2 separate regions of the Zea mays genome follow, and region 1 is linked to region 2. Evidence: chromatin contacts called from public Hi-C data. All regions are on one chromosome and are shown on one strand. Each heading gives the region's core, a stretch centred on a gene start, on an enhancer-like site or on the middle of the called end of the contact. The rest is flanking DNA. Distances are from core to core; before and after follow the strand shown. Region 1 has its middle 110 kb from the start of LOC100284697. Region 2 holds the start of LOC100284697.

Evidence for each region. A called contact is a pair of places that touch in the nucleus more often than the background predicts.
Region 1: a contact with region 2 is called in a Hi-C map of leaf, with 5 times the contacts expected there. The contact joins the enhancer-like site here to the promoter of LOC100284697 in region 2. A contact is called at or near these places in 3 of 25 Hi-C or Micro-C datasets (ear, leaf and tassel).

The regions. Positions count from the first base shown.
Region 1 is chr5:81,257,720-81,263,068 of Zm-B73-REFERENCE-NAM-5.0, reverse strand. No RefSeq gene overlaps it. Among protein-coding and RNA genes, the nearest start is that of LOC100284697, 110 kb to the right of the region's middle. Within about 2 kb of position 1,513, at least 18 of the 20 cell types and tissues checked have an H3K27ac peak or open chromatin away from gene starts, as enhancers often do. A contact at or near this core is called in ear, leaf and tassel, where this site is marked.
Region 2 is chr5:81,153,181-81,158,640 of Zm-B73-REFERENCE-NAM-5.0, reverse strand. LOC100284697 reads right to left here and starts at 3,863. Exons shown (of 5, transcript NM_001157592.2): 1 at 3,653-3,863; 2 at 912-984; 3 at 706-800; 4 at 179-609. The coding sequence starts at 982.

The DNA of each region.
Region 1 (5,349 bases), core at 264-2,763, 110 kb before region 2:
ACCACTATGAGGCCTTTACAAAGTTCTACTAGCTTCTGAAAACCCGCTACGGTTTCTGAGAAGGGCAATATAGGAATCCCACGCCCGAAAAGACATCACAGCATAATCGACCCGAGAACCTCCCTATATGTAGCTCCTCTACCGCCCTTGCCCCTTTCAGGTAAGGTAGTCTTCCACTAGCTTTCCTAATTAGTCAGCAATGGTGTCCCATACCACCCTTGTGGTAGCACTGTTTTCCCGGGTGGTCGCTCTATGTTCCAATTAACACAATGATCTTCTCATGAACAATAATTAAAACAACAGTATAACTAGAACATGATCATAATATAACATTAATTTCCCAAAACTAGGTGGAGCAATAGCAAAACTACCCAATAGTGCTTCTGTTTGCAAGGTAAGGGATAAACAATGCTAGGGAAACCTATTGGGTCCCATAAAATTAACCTGAGCATGTCACATTGATTAACAGGAACATTATTAGGTAAAAAAAGTGATCAAGGACACAACTTGCCTGGGACTCGAGATTCTAGGTACCAAGTTAGTCTTCAGATTCCCGTGACATCACCGCTACTCGTAGCAAAACATACAAATAAACAAAGAGTACATAAAAATAACAATACAACAATCATGAGAACAAATGGCGTAAGAATCTTCTATGTGATGCTACGAGATTGTAGGTTCGAGAAGTATTAAAATCAGGGTTATGGTTCAAAAGATATAGTTTTCTAAAGTTTAAGGTGTTTAAACACTAACACTATATTATATGTTGATTAATAAAAATCAAGTGAGAAAAGATATTAAAGAAATAACTAATTTAAGTTATATCTTAATTGGAAATCATATTTTAGTCAGATTATAATTATTGACGGATTAACTTTGATTAGAAGGATTAATCTATTAGACATAGGTTAAATGCATATTTATTTTTACAAACATATTATCTGATAAAATATCGTTACAAAAGCTTATGCAATATTATTACAAAGTTAATGCAACTAGAACAGACTAAATCGGAGTTAAAATGAACAAAATATGAATTAAACAAGTTTTAGGGATATTTTAAGTATAAATTTTATATTAAGATTACTTCTAGGGGCGTTTCTTCAAATTTCTAGGGACTGGTTTGCAATTTCGAAACCTAACCCGAGGGTCCCATTACTGAGCACAGGACAACATGTTAGTTTGTGAAAAGCATAGGGTCTCATATGTCAAAGTGCATGGCGAAGGGGTATTGGATGATTCTGGTCGTCCAGATCAGATCCCACGACCAGGTTAGAATTGCCCTTAATGCGAATCGGTATTCAAAGGTAGCCATCGGATCGAGATCCGTCGCCTAGTGTTTTAAATAACCGAGACCCAGTTTTGACCGTCCATCACCCAATCACCGGCTTTGATTACACAGACGAGGGACGCGCTTCTGATTTAATTGTGACCGCCCAACAAGCAATCAACGGACCAGATTTAAAGTGCCCGGAGCTAACCTCGATCACGTGCTTTTCGATCAACGGTTCTGATCGACTTCGGCTGGACACCTATGACAAGCTAATCCCTGCCGTTCACCACGATCCAACGGTGGATCCATGTCCCTCCGTGATCGGATTTAACGGTCAGATCTCCCTCTCCCTCACACACACACCCCCAGCCGAAAGCAGGAAGAGACGCCAGCGCCGCAACGGCGCCATGGCTAGAACGGCAGCCCGCCCGCCCGGGAACTCAATTTCCTAATAAAAATAATGTTATACCGAATTGGGGACATGGGGAAGCTGCGGAAAAGGCTCTCACCGGAATTCACAGGGAAATTCTTGACGGCCACGGCGCGCTGGGGATTGTCGATGAAGTTAAGCAACAACGAGCAATTCTCGCGACTCCAGCGATCCCCGGTGTCGGCAACTCCTTTGCCCAAGTACTAGGGTCCCTAGTGATCCCGCTGGTGCCATCCGTCAAGGACATACGGCCCAGGGAGCAGATCGCAATGACGGCGGGCTGTCCCCTGTCCTTTCTATTTCTCAGACATGGTGACGCACAATTGGGCACAGGGGTCACGGCTCGACCCATATATGCGTCGAGGGAGGGCGAGTCCGAGCCGAGAAGGTCGGTTGCGAGATCCATGAGTTGTTGCAACAGAACCCCGAGGAAGCGGGGAGGCAGCTATGGTGTGGCGCGTGCGAGATTATGAAGAGAAGAAGGGACTGACCACAGGGGCCCACAAATAAGTGAACTAGGGAGTTAACTGACATACCGGCCCTGCGGATAGTGACCGAGCGCACGCGGTGGGAGGGAGTTGCAGAAGTGGGCTGCGCAGTGGGAAACCGGGATCGAGCCGCGGAGATTAGTGGGCCTGCGTGGGGGACTAGGGTCCACATATGAAGGGGGGAGTGGACCCATGCGGGTATATCAGCCCAGGAGGCCTAGATAAGGTTCTTTTCTATTTTTATTTATTTTCTGTTTTATTTTCTATTCTCCTTTTAATTTCAAGTTCAAACTCATAATTCAAATGGGAATTTGAAGTTTCAGTTTTAAGATGCAACAATCAAAATATCCAGTATGAGGTACATGTCATGTTTATTTTATATGTTTAGGCAAATCCTTAATTTATGGAACACACATTATTAGGAAATACTATTTTGGATGTATGATTAAATTAAAGGTTCGTCCAAACCTCAATATTCATTGCTTACTTAATTTAGGAGATATAAAATCTCCACCATGATTTATTTAACTTTTTCTAAGTTTTGAATAGCAAGTTATTATTAAATCATTTAGAGAGATATACTTTATAAAGGAAGGAAATCATTATTAGAAGACATTTTAATTCAATTCATTTGGAGAAACCTTTATAAATCACAAAATAGAATTTTGGGTGTTACAAATTCTACCGCCTTAAAAATAATCTCGTCCTCAAGATTTGTACGAAAGGGGATGCAACTTGTTTGGTTTGTAGTCTATGTTTCAGTTTCTAATTGGTTTTAATACCAAAAGATATTTTTTAGTCTATATCATAAATTATCAGGTGATTAGGACAGCATGGGTATATATAGGAATAGCCACTTTATTATGTAGGATAAAAGATGTCTTTAAAGCATAGATAGGTTTGGGTAAGAAAGAATAGGGTAAGGAAAGACTCCATCCAAGATTGTGGATCTAGCTCCCTTTGGGGGTCTGGCTTGACTCCTATTCTTCCTTAACGAGGTTGATATTTTCCTTCTCGAGCTTTGGTGTCTTCATCCGGGTTAGGGACTAGAGGTTAAGATAGATTTGTAAGTAACACTTTAGTGGATAGAGCAGCTAGTTTAGTAGGTGGCTATGAGTTAAATGAGATTAGTGAGATTCTGGTTTGGTTGTTTGCTTCTAGATTGGTTGGATAGGTTATGTAACCTATTATGTTGCTCAAGTTGTTGTTCATGGTCGAGTTGGTCTAAGGCACTAGTTTAGGTTTAAGTGCATTAGGGGAGAACAAGGTTCATAGGAGTAGGATCCAGTTTATTTCACTAGTGTGAACTTGTTAAGTGACTCACATTAGATTGGATAAGATCTAGATTAGTTTGGCATGACTAGATTAGACCAAATAGGATCTAATTAATTTGTACTAGATAATGGTTGTTTCACTAGGAGAGAATAAGCAAAGTGGTTAGGATAAGATAAGATAGAATCTATAAAGCTAGATAAATTCTAACGGGGGATAATCTAAGTTAACTTAGTTATCTTATATAAAATGGACGTGAAAAGTGCCTTCCTCAATGGTCTTATCAAGGAAGAGATGTATGTTGAGCAACCTCCCGACTTTGAAGACAATGAGTATCCTACACATGTTTATAAGCTCTCAAAGGCGCTTTATGGGCTCAAACAAGCCCCAAGAGCATGGTATGAATGCCTAAGAGACTTTCTTATCACTAATGGTTTTAAAATCAGAAAAACTGACCCTACTCTCTTCACTAAAACAATTGACAAAGACTTGTTTATTGTTGACATGGATTTTGGCCTCATCAAAATATATGCTATGTGGGCTAAATAACTTTGATTCATGTGACCACTAAATTTTGATTCATATGAAATAAGCAAATGTTCTATAAATAATATATGAATATTTAAAGTAGCCATGGCTTCTAATCTCCTTGTGCTCTAAAAGTTTAGCACTTCAAAATATTGAAATATGTATGGAATAAAAAATATACCAATGTAAATATATGGCCAATAAACATTCCCCATAGAATATGACATATATAGCGCCGGCTAAATACAAATTTATTTAGCTAGATAAACAAATGGCGGGAAATATGACATGCAAATGACCGTTCGTCGTAAGTGTAAATAGAGCCAATAAAAATTTCAACTTACTTTTATATACATATATAGTTAAATACTGCAAAGTAGTCTTCTCTAAAATAATAATAACAATAATATATAATATATTAAAATAAATAAAATGAAAGAAAAAAAAGAGAAAGAGAAAAAGAAAAAGAAAGAAGAGGAAATAAGATACGTGCGGCCAAAGAAAACAGAAATAAAACAAAAATACATAAAAAAGAAACAAAAAAGAAACGAAAAGAAAGAAGAAGCAAATTAGAGCACGGTTCAGTTGGCTCACAGTCAACGCACGTCAGGCGGCTTGCACCCATTTTCACGCGTATGATCCGTCATGTCTCATGTACGTGAATGAGCAGTTGTCATTTTGCACAATCCTCCACCCCGCATGCACACCAGATAAAATTTAAATTTATATATTTCCTTCTTCCGCTCGAGTCACGAAGACACGACCACGATTTGACTGCACGTCTCCGCGCACGCCGCACGCCAACTGCACTGCACGGCCACGATGTCTGCAGCGCGTCTGCGCCTATAAATAAGAGGTCACCGTCAGGCTACAGGGGGTAGACAAAAAAAGGACCACCAGGCTGCTGAGATCAGGAATCGACGTCAGGCTGATAGACTAGTCTGCTGCTCACATCGTTTCCGCTCAGGCTGCTGCGTTCTCCCGCTACAAAAAAAAGGGCACCGTCACATCGCGAGAAGAGCTCCATCAACCTGCTGTAGCGTTTCATCAACAACAAATTCTTCAGCAATCACCTCTCTCTAAGGCATACCTTAGAGAGAAACTGGTTCCAAAGACCTCAAGAGCATACCCTTGAGGAAGATCACGTCACCGGATTATACACAATCGCAAGGGCATACCCTTGAGAGAGATCATACTGCAAGGGCATATACGCCGTTGTGGCCTAACGGAAAGGTCTACTGCAAGGTAAGAAAAGCCCCTTATATCGCTGCACTGTTCCTTGTCTTCTTTACCGTCGAGTTTGATAACCTCCACGCGCATACACGACCTCATATATTGGAAGAGTTATGTTCTTCCAT
Region 2 (5,460 bases), core at 2,614-5,113:
CAGGTTTAGGCCCTCATGTGTAAAACCTAAAAACAATATCATGTCACAGAACTTAAAAACACACAATAATTGATACAATTAGTACAATACTTAAAGTTACAGCATGAGAGGCAAGAACAATCACACATGCATGGGTGATTAGCACTGGAAGTGGTAGCATAAGGGGTAAGAAATAAACCTGATCCTTGAATCCACGGGAGAGCATCTCATCAGCCTCATCCAACACAAACATCTTGATGTTGTCGGGACGGAGAGACTGCCTGCGCAACATATCAAACACACGTCCTGGTGTGCCCACAACAACATGCACACCACTGGCAAGAATCCTTTGGTCCTCACGAACAGATGTTCCACCAACACAGGCATGCACTTTGACACCCAAATAGTCCCCAAGAGCACGCATAACCTTCTCAATTTGCTGAGCAAGCTCACGGGTTGGAGCAAGAACCAATGCCTGGCATTCAACCAATCCATAATCAAGTTGCTGCAAGATTCCAGAACAGAAGGTAGCTGTTTTTCCAGTTCCAGACTGAGCTTGCTGAATCACGTCAAGCCCCTTGCAGAAGGGAACTATTCCCCTTTGCTGAATAGCCGATGGCTTCTCAAAACCTGAAGGCAAACGCAAATCAAATAATGTAATTGTAGGACAGATCAAAACCTCCCTAAATAAAGGAATACTGGGAAGTTATTAAGATTTTTATATACCATAGGCATAGATGCCTCTCAGAAGGTTCTCTTGCAGTCCCATGCTGTCAAAACTTTCACAAACATCATCATATGAAGTGAAGAAGTCTTCAGTTCTGTACATTGCAAGCAGGGTACACAAGTTTAAGAAAATCAAAAGCTACATGACAAGTGAAGAACTAAAAATAGCATCGAAGTGATTAATAAATTTAAGGAAGAGAACTTACAATATCTCCTGCATTTTCTTGTCATACTGCTTGTCATCAAATTGCGACCCTTCTGGTGCCAATCCTGCCATGGCTGTAATGTAGAAGGTAACCAATAAATCAAAAAGTCAACACAATAGTAATGATGGCCACAAAGAAGCACATGGTAAACAGAACACCAATAGCAAACAGGAGCACAAAACAAACTTTGAAGATATATATCACACCACAAGTGACCATGTTATATTCAAGCTAGAGAAAGACAGAATCACAGCAATTTCAAGTAACCATTCACTTTAAGTCACAGACTCCACACTGGATCGTAACCATGGTTATTAAAGCGTCGTTTAAACGACGATTAAGCGTCGTTTAAGCGCTAAAACGTGATTAAGAGTTAAAGTGTCCGTACGTTTTAAAAAAACTGCATAGAACGTCCGTTTTGGACGTTTAAGCGACGTTTAAACGTCGGAACGCGCGTTCTACGGACGTTTTACCCGTTCTACGGACGTTCTGTGCGTCTATGAGTTGTTGGGCCTTAATGGGCCTTTAACCAGCAAGCTTGCTCCAGCCGCCAAACTGCCAGACGCACAGCCGCGGAGCCGCCAGAGCCAGACACTGCCGCCGTCGGCCATCCTCCGCCGGTCCGCCCTCCAGGTACGCCCCCCCCCTCCTCCCTCCTCTGGTCCCCCCTCCCCCCTCCTCCCTCCTCCGGTCAGTGCGCAGTGCGCCTGCTCCAGCGAGCCGCCAGTGCGCAACCGACCAGGTCGGCAGGCCCAACCGCTGTTCGTATTCTGCTGCTGTTCGTATCCAAAACACGGTGCACTACGCAGCCAGCCAGTGCGCCAGCCACCATGCATATGCAATATTGACAAATGCTGCTGAAGCTGAAGTGCTGATGCTGTTTTTAATCATGCTACAGTAGAATCGTCCATCCTGCTCGCTTGTCTTTCTGAGCTGTGCATGCACAACGATTTGGGCTTGAGTGGTGCTGCTAAAGTCTCCATGGGATGAGCTTGAGGTGCACTACTGTTTATCCGGCTTCTGAAGGGCGCCTTCGGTTTTGTGCATAGGCTCATTGGGTTGCTAACTGGTAGTTTTTTTTGGTTATAAGATTCTTCATATTTTTTTTCATTTAGATTAAAAGTTTGTGGCGTGCCCAGTGCCCTTGATTGCAACCATGAAGCTGCAGTTTCTGCTGTAGTGATTTTGGTCTGATGCTCAAATATAATGTTGAGAGTGTGTCTGCGTGCTATTGCTTCAAGCACACTGTTTTTACTGGGTTCCTTCTGAAGAAGCCACACATGGTTTTCTTTTCGTTTCTTCTTTTACCTGTTTGAATATTCCCATTGAAACTTGTATATGTGTCTCATCTACCTTCCGGAAAAGAGGTTAAAAGAGTATATCATGTTTTATGTTAGTCTGAAAAGACGTTTCAACGTTCGTTTAAACGTTTAAACGTTGAAAAGTTGGTTCATAACATTTTAACATTTTACCACTTTAATAACCATGATCGTAACATTTCCAGCACAGCACTACAGCAAAAAATGGCACGACTGAAAATTAAGATCAAGCCCAATTCTTCAATTAACTACTAATGCATACTGTTAGGCTGGCTCCAGCAAGAACCTCTAAAGCCTCATGTACTCTAAATATAGAGGACCAAACGGTTCTCTATGCTCTCCAACAGCGTCCTCTAAACGGTCCTCTAAATTTAGAGAACGCTGCTGGATTCTCTATATATAGAGTTTCTCTAAACGGTCCTCTATCCACTTGAATACTTTAAATAACCGGTTTAGCAAAACTAAAACATTTACAATACATTTAAGAGTATGACAAATACGTATGTATAAAAATAAAAAATAAAAAATGTCTCTAATATAGGTATTTACGTATAGAGGACGTGATTTAGAGGACATTGTTGGAGAGGAAGGAAATATAGAGGATAAAATCTTGTAGAGGAGACTGTAAAGGACGGATATAGAGGATGGATATAGAGGATGTTGCTGGAGACAGCCTTAGATATAGGGGTCCCTAAAATGCACTAGTACTTATAAAGTGGTGCATAACTAAAAGACTGAGCCCAGCGCAAGTACAAGCCACCAAAAAAAAGGCTAACTGGAAACATATACAACTCCCATTACATATGGATGGAAAGCCATGACATACCAACCAACCAAACAGGGTGACCTGAAGGACGGAACAATGATTCCACAACTTAATGGACAAGATTGACAATCGCAGAACAGAGACGACACCACGCGCAGTTAAGCACACAATAACCGAAATGCCTTGGTCATTTGATGCCCCTAACTTTCTCAGCACCAGCAACAAACAAACAGTACCACAAGCACGCACATCTGGTGGAATGAGAGGCTCGAAGCACGTACAAGGATATGTTGCGGAGCCGAAACTTACCGATCACCCAAAAACAGAAGAAAAAGACACAATCCTGCGAACCCGTGCTGATTAGAGTAGGGCAACAACAAAATTCGACCGAGAAACGTCTCTCCCACACGCCCAGGCATAGCAAACCGCGACCTTCGTCGCGCCTCCACGTTGGGAACAACCGGCTCCTCGCCCGAACCGGCCTAGATCCGACCGCGACGCAGGCGGGCAGATCAGGGCGCCCACAGAACGAATACCGCGGCCAGATCGAGCGGCGGGGAGGGGGCGAGCGGGCAGGCGGGCGACAGGACCATGCGAAACACAGCTCACGGGCAGCAAGAGAGGAGAGACAGATCTGGGGGAACGCCGGCCGTTACCTGACGAGACGAGCGGCGGCGGCGGGAGAGCGCGACGAGGGCAGCGTGTGGTGACGGCGAATCCGAGATCGGCGTCTCGGATTCGATGCGGCGGTGGCGTTTGTGTGGGAGAAGAGCGGGGAAAGGAAGGAAGGGAGGGTTTGGGGGAGGCGGTTATAAAGGGTTCCGACGGAGGCGGGGCGCGGCTCGACCCGTTCCTCTTCCTCGCTTCCTCGGGTCGGGGGACGGACGTGCTCCGTGCGTGGCTCCGTGCGACCGGTAGGGTTTGGTTTCGTTTCGTGCGATCCGTCTCACTCTTGCGCTGCGCGGTGGGCCTGGCTCGTTTTTAAATGGGCCGGCGTGCGTCGCACGTGCTGGGCCTTTTCGTTTTCTTTCCCCGTATCTGCGGCGCCGCCGCGGCAGCGGGCACCAAGCCACGAATGGAGACGTGTACGACATGATTTTTTCTATCCGCGAGTATATTAACGAGCAAAAACTTCTATCCGTCATATATATGGGTTAGTACTGTTCATACTCGTATACTCATGGATAAAATATATTTATATCAATGCTATTATAACCATCTAATAGAGCTCATCTTAGCTAAAATAAAACACTTCTCTAACTATCATTTATCTAGCGACTAAGTTATTTAATCATATGATTTGTTATATGTAAAGTTGAACTTGTTTTTGTATATTTATTTAATATTTTGCGTGATTGATATATTGGAATTTAAGACTTTTCCTAGTGGGTACGACTTACCCGACGGAAAAAATTACTCGCACGGTTACGGGTATGCATAAGATTTTATATCTGCAAGCATATATGGGGTGATGGATATAATTTTTTTAATAGATATGAATATGGAATGGTACTACCGAATAAGTATATATCGTTGTCATCCCTAGTCACGTCACGGTTGACGTACCTGTAGGGATGAAACGGTCGGTAAACACTAAAATCATTACCGTTTTCATATTTTTTATCGGAAACAAAATCGAAAACGGTAACTCCGGAAACGGAAACGATATCGGTATTTCGGAAACATCGGAAACGAAAGTTTGGTGCGGAAAATACACCGGTAACGGTCGAAATCTAAAATACGATCGATAAACATATCAAACTTCATAATACAACAAAGTTGACAAAAGATCACAAAGACCACAAGTTCACAATTCATGATATAACAAGTTCGCAATATAACAAGTTCACAAGGATCACAAATTTATAATATAAAAAGTTTACAAAGATCACAAGTTCACAATATAACAAGTTCACAGTATAACAAGTTCATAAAGATCACAAGTTCACAGACTCAAAGTTCATAATTCACAATATCCACTTGATCTAGCTGACATGACTGACATGTTTACTTATGAAATATTTTTCCTCGCATAAAGAGCTTTTCACAACCTCACATGAAAACCCTAAAACCTAGTGTGTGGATGAAAGTCGCCTAGAGGGGGGGTGAATAGGCAAATCTGAAATTAACAAACTTTAAGCACAATCTACAAACCGGGGTTAGTGTTAGAAATAAAGTCGAGTCCGAAAGAGAGGGCGAAAACAAATCACAAGCAAATGAAGAGTGTGACATGGTGATTTGTTTTACCGAGGTTCGGTTCTTGCAAACCTACTCCCCATTGATGTGGTCACAAAGATCGGGTCTCTTTCAACCCTTTCCCTCTCTCAAACGGTCACTTAGACCGAGTGAGCTTTTCTTCTCAATCAATTGGAACACTTAGTCCCCACAAGGACCACCACACAATTGGTGTCTCTTGCTTTGATTACAAAGGTCTTGAGAACAAGAAATGGGGAAGAAGAAAAGC